Linked DNA regions of Sus scrofa: region 1 is linked to region 2. A link is a contact called in public Hi-C data. All regions are on one chromosome and are shown on one strand. Each heading gives the region's core, a stretch centred on a gene start, on an enhancer-like site or on the middle of the called end of the contact. The rest is flanking DNA. Distances are from core to core; before and after follow the strand shown.

Region 1 (2,775 bases), core at 65-2,564, 78 kb after region 2:
TTCAGAGTCTACCTGAAAAAAAGCTTAATGTAGCAAACCCATGCTATCTCTATGTAACTGTCATATTATTTTTACCTGTTGTGTTTAGAAATCAGTAGATGGTTTTCTTTGGTAGCTACTGAGTGACTCACTTCATGTTTCCTCCTATTATGAATCTATTTTTCACAACACTTCTCTTTAAAAGCATCTCTGGATCTGTCAGACTCAAAGAATTAGAAACTTTAAGAAAAATTGTGATAAGGTGTTTTGTTTTCCCCAAATTAAATAAGAACCTGGTATGATTTAAAGCTGACTCTCAAGTGGAATCTAAAAAATATAGCAAACTGGTAAATATAACAAAAAAAAGCAGATGGATGTAGAGACCAGTTGGGAGAAGCCGGGAGGAGCAATACAGGGATAGAGGAGTCAGAGGTGCAAATTTTTAGGTATAAAATCAGATACAAGGATGTGTTGTATAACATGGAGAATATAGCCAATATTTTATTTTATATCTTATAAATGGAATATAAGCTTTAAAACTGTGAATCACCATACTGCATATCTGTAATTTATACATATGTAACATATATGTAAAATATACAACATATATAGCACATATATATAACATATATATGATTGTACAGCAACTATATACTTCAATAGAAGAATAAAGCTGACTCTGTAGTTTTTATACTCCCATATTAAAAGTCATATAGAATGGGAAGAAATATAGCAGAATGTGAGAAAATCTTAATCACACGTGACTGGAAGAAAGTTTGTTTTGGATAAAGCACAAGAGTTAAAAAGCAACTTTAACTCAATAAACGTTGTTGCTCTCTTTTTAGCAGATAAAATGAAATCTTAGTAATTGGTAGTAAATTTATAATTTGAAAATTATCATTCCTGATAATAAGATAAGAACCAGATGGCACTTTTGGATACACTTATCAAATGACACATAATAACAAATATTTTAATAAACCACATGGCATAGTGATAAAACACCCAAACCAGGTCCTTGGGTTCCATTTTAAATACTGATGCTTAAACTAGCTGTGAGAGTCTGAGTTTCTTTTCCTTTCTTGGCCAATTCCTCGGTCTATGAAATATGGGTAATAATGGTACCTACATCAGAGGGGGTTTTGTTGTGGGTCCTCAAGTCTACCCTCAGGCTAGATGATTTGCTGGAAGGGTTCCCCAGGATTCAGAAAAATTGTTATACTCACAGTCATGGATTCTTACAGCGAAAGGATACAGATTAAAACCAGTGAAGGGAAAGGGCACATGAGGCAAAGTCCGGCTGCCAACTTCCAGGTGTCCTTTCCCAGCAGGTCCCATGGGTGTGTGTGCTCAATGCTCTCGGCAACAGCGTGAGGACATGTGTGAAGTGTGGTCAGCCAGGGAAGCTCAGCCAAGCTCTGGTCTCTAGAGTTAACTGGGGTCAGTCACAGAAGTCTGCAGCCCCAGATGACAGACCTCAGCTATTCAGACTTTAGCCGCCCCTTCTCCCAAGCCAAAACAGGTGTTCACCCTAAGTGTGTCTGGTCCAACTAGAGCAGCAGACACCTCAAACATACAGAAACTCTCTCATCAGTCAGAGTATTCCAAGAGCTCAAAGGTTATCTTCCAGGAGCTGGCCTAAGGCCAATTCTAAAGGTAGATCTGTCTTTGGAATGTGTAGCATTTGAGTGACTCACACCTGCTGGGCTAACCCTTGCCTGCCCAATGATTATGGGAAATACAGGAGTTGGTCCATGTACTTTGGACAAGCGCTTGGCTCAGTAAGCAAATAAATGAGTCAGCTGGAGTTCTTTCTAGCGGACCCCTGTGAGCTGAACAAAGCAGAGTCTTGTTTGGAATACAAACAAGAAATAGCTATATTCCATGGCATGTGTGATCAGGACATAAGTTCTCAAGTTTGGAAGAATGGGCATTATGAGCAAATCAAATATTTTAGCCAGGCATGTTTTAAAAAAGGAGTTCCCAGTGAAACACTAAATCTTAACATTTTGTCTTTTTGTTCTTTCCAGAGATCTGAGGTCAGCAAAGCAGTAATCAAAGAGCAGAGCTATTTGAGGAATACAACAAGGAAGCAGGTACAGGAGTGATTCTCAGTAATTGATCAATAATATTCATTGAGATTGATGATTAATTCAAACTTATAGCCCGTTTCATTTAAAATATTTTATAGAAAGGCCAGTTTGGTGTCTTAGAATGCGTGTGACTGCATATTGTAGGTGGCTGACCATATCCTAAAGAGGAAATGATTTTTAAGCATATATTAAATAAGTTTTGAAGATTTCAGCTAGGCCAGACCTAGGCAGAAATGTGAAGGAATTAACAAACTTACTAATATTACTAAGTCAATACATATCTATTAAAGGCCAGTTATATGGCGAACACTCATCTGTGAGGCATTTGGTGATTTTTACAGACTTGAACAAAACAGGCAAGGTCCATTCTCACCCTCATGGTGCTCACAGTCCAGTGAACGTGACATGAAATAAATAAGCAAGTATCTATAGTGCATAAAACTATGATAAATACTATGAAGGGTAATTGCAGAGTTCTGTGGGAGATAAGGAAGGACTCTACTGTTGATGGGCCAATCAGAGGGTATTTCTTCGGAAGATGTTCAAACTAAGAGGTGAAGTGTCAGGAAAAGAGTCCCAGGAAGATGGAAGAGCATTGAATAGAGAAAATAATGAAGGGGAAAAAAAGGATCAAGTGGCTGTAGCGAAGTCACAGAGGTGGAGAGAAGCATGAGATGAAGTGGGGTTGAAAGTGGGATGAACG
Region 2 (2,700 bases), core at 108-2,607:
CCCCCAAATTTAAACTATTTAGATGGATTGTTATGGAGGCAGTCAGATTTGGTTTACCATTAATATGTATTTTAAGTTTCAATGCATTTATTTCCTATCATATTTCTATAAGACAGGGCCATCTGGGCTGGCCTTTTCTCCTATCATTTATATATTGTCTTATCACATATTTCAGGGAGGATATTTTCCTTTGAGGACTTTCTTTAATTTTCTGTTTGTTTGTTGATATGCTTTGAAATGCTTTGGCTGTTGTTCCATAACTGATAAAAATTAAAATTCTCAGGTCACTACTTAAAATTTGCACTCGTTTGCCATCAAGTCCACAAGTCTCTCAGTGCTAGAAGTATTGCTCTGTAGTGACAGGTAAGAGTGACTTGGTTCTTCCATTATTTAAGTAGTAGAAGGAAATAGCTTTGCAGCCATTAGAGAGGAGTTGGGGATATATATTTACCTTTCAAAGTTGTTCCTTTGGGCTTCTCTCCAAACTGAACCACTGACTAGAGTCACAACCTGTTTCCCTATCAACTGGAACCTATGCTAATAATAATCCTTAGCCAATATCTCTTTTGAAACCACTGAAAGCTGTTTTAGCTTTTTTCTCAATCTTTATGCATGCAGGCTCTCTAATAAAATATGGTGATGATTAATGCATGAAGTTGTGTTGTTGCTACCTGAACCAATGATTTCTTATGGGTTCCATATTTCTTACAATATTTTAACCTCAAGAAGAGACCCAATATGATATATCAGATTCTAAATTGGTATCCAGATTTGTTCTCCACAGATAAGGAAGTAGTATACAATAGAAAGCGGGGGTGGGAGGTGGGCATTGCTTCAGTGGAAATAATTGGAGATGATATTTTCTTAGCAGGAAAGGTGAAAGCAGCATTGTTCTGACAGCCAGGGTTTGCTCTCTCTCAGCACACTGTGTCACTTCAGCCAAGTCACTTAACCTTCATGGTCTTTAGTTTTCCTGAGATATAAAATGGGTTATAAACTCGGTGACTTCTGATGGCCTGTTTGGCTCTTTGACTCTGATTCGCTAGTGGTCCATGAGAGGAAGGTCATACTTCTTTTGCCAAAGGTTGCTAACTGGATTGCAGAAAATCAGTGCAGGGTGTTGGAGGCAATCGTAAGTGGTTAATGTTTAACTATTTCCTGAGCAATCCTGCAAGGATTTGGGGGTTCAGAAGATGAAGGGTCCTCCAGTCCATCTGAAAGATCCCCAGAGCTCAGTGGAAAGGTTCGAGGATATACACGAGTTAGTCAGAAGGTTTTAAAAATGATCTGGCAAGCATAAAGACTTTTGAGACTCCAGACATAATATTTGCACATTAAATATTGATTCTAGGGTCGGTTTTCTGACTGTGTAGGAAATAACTGCTCAGCATTTTGAGAGCTTATTTGCTGTCCTGGTTGCCTTGGTAAAAATATACAAAAAGTACAAAAAAGCAGTGGAAGCAGGAAAAGGGGATCAATATACAGAGGAAATATAGACTCAGTGGTATGATTTGAAAGAATGTTGGATGAAAGCAATGCTCTAAATATTAATTTAACCAAAAGATTCTAAACAAAATGATCTCTCTTTGATTATCATTGAGATTGGCTGAGAGTTTCATCTCTATGTCCATCTCTGTCATTTAGTACTTACTCAGGGACCTCAAAGTGAGTTATTTAGTTACCGTCTATGTGCCTTGGTTACCTTCTCTTTAAAGAGTAATGAGTTGTACTGCTAAGTGAATCAGTTATACATATACATATATCCTTTCTTTTTTCCCTTATAGGTTATTACAAACTATTGAATAGATTTCCCTGTGCTATTCTGTAGGTTCTTGTTATTTGTACATTTAATACAGTAGTGTGTGTTGTGAGTCAACTATGTTCTAATAAAGTTTTTTTAAAAAAGAAGGAGAACGAAGATAGTAGTGTTACCTACCTTATAGGCTTGATGAGTCCATTTTTGCACATTCCCATTATAAAACCTTCAGGGTGGTGTTTGGCACAAAATAAGTGCTTAGTTGTTAGCTATTATTAGCTATTGCCATCATTATTACCATTAAGTATAATACTGTTGCACTGTAAATACATTGAATGTTCACCATACAGGTGCTTTTTCCTTGATACATTGGATTCTAATTTTGCATACCCCTGAGTCTTTGGGGATTAATATAGATACATTTATATAAAACAAATTTTTTTTCTACATACTTATTATTGGGGACACATATTCAAATCATATAATTTCATAAATAATATATGTAACTGAAAAAGTACAACTCCCAGGATGTAACCATAAAATCCACTTGATTTTGTTTTCTAGTGTCCATGTAAAATACATTCAGTAGGAGAAGTTTTTCCTCCATTATTGGATGAAACCTTCAACAAGTTCATTACTCTTGGATAATAGGAAGTCCTAGGGTCACATTATGTGAAAAATACAGTCTCGATTCAGAAAATAGACTGTCTAGTTCAATATATTAGTCCACACTCAATCTTTATTTGTTCCCCTCCTCCAGCTGAGGCAGAGTTTTGGTGGGTCATCTGCCTGCAGAAATTGTTCAGCCCTTAAACCTTTTTTTTTTTTTTTTTTGGCTGCATATGGAGCTCCCAGGCCAGAGATCTGATCCGAGCTGCAGTTGTGATCTAAGCCACAGCTGCAGCAACGCTGAATCCTTAACCCCACTGTGCAGGGCCAGGGGT

Evidence for each region. A called contact is a pair of places that touch in the nucleus more often than the background predicts.
Region 1: a Hi-C map of liver shows a contact between it and region 2, with 1.8 times the contacts expected there. The contact joins two enhancer-like sites. A contact is called at or near these places in 3 of 47 Hi-C or Micro-C datasets (liver, psoas muscle and skeletal muscle).

Annotation. Positions count from the first base shown.
Region 1 is chr8:85,142,632-85,145,406 of Sscrofa11.1, forward strand. INPP4B (type II inositol 3,4-bisphosphate 4-phosphatase) reads left to right here. Exons shown (of 30, transcript XM_021100673.1): 3 at 2,010-2,075. Among named protein-coding and RNA genes, the nearest start is that of INPP4B, 330 kb to the left of the region's middle. Within about 2 kb of position 1,315, at least 16 of the 83 cell types and tissues checked have an H3K27ac peak or open chromatin away from gene starts, as enhancers often do. A contact at or near this core is called in liver, where this site is marked.
Region 2 is chr8:85,064,499-85,067,198 of Sscrofa11.1, forward strand. All of the region lies in intron 2 of INPP4B (type II inositol 3,4-bisphosphate 4-phosphatase), which reads left to right. Among named protein-coding and RNA genes, the nearest start is that of INPP4B, 250 kb to the left of the region's middle. Within about 2 kb of position 1,358, at least 2 of the 83 cell types and tissues checked have an H3K27ac peak or open chromatin away from gene starts, as enhancers often do. A contact at or near this core is called in liver, where this site is marked.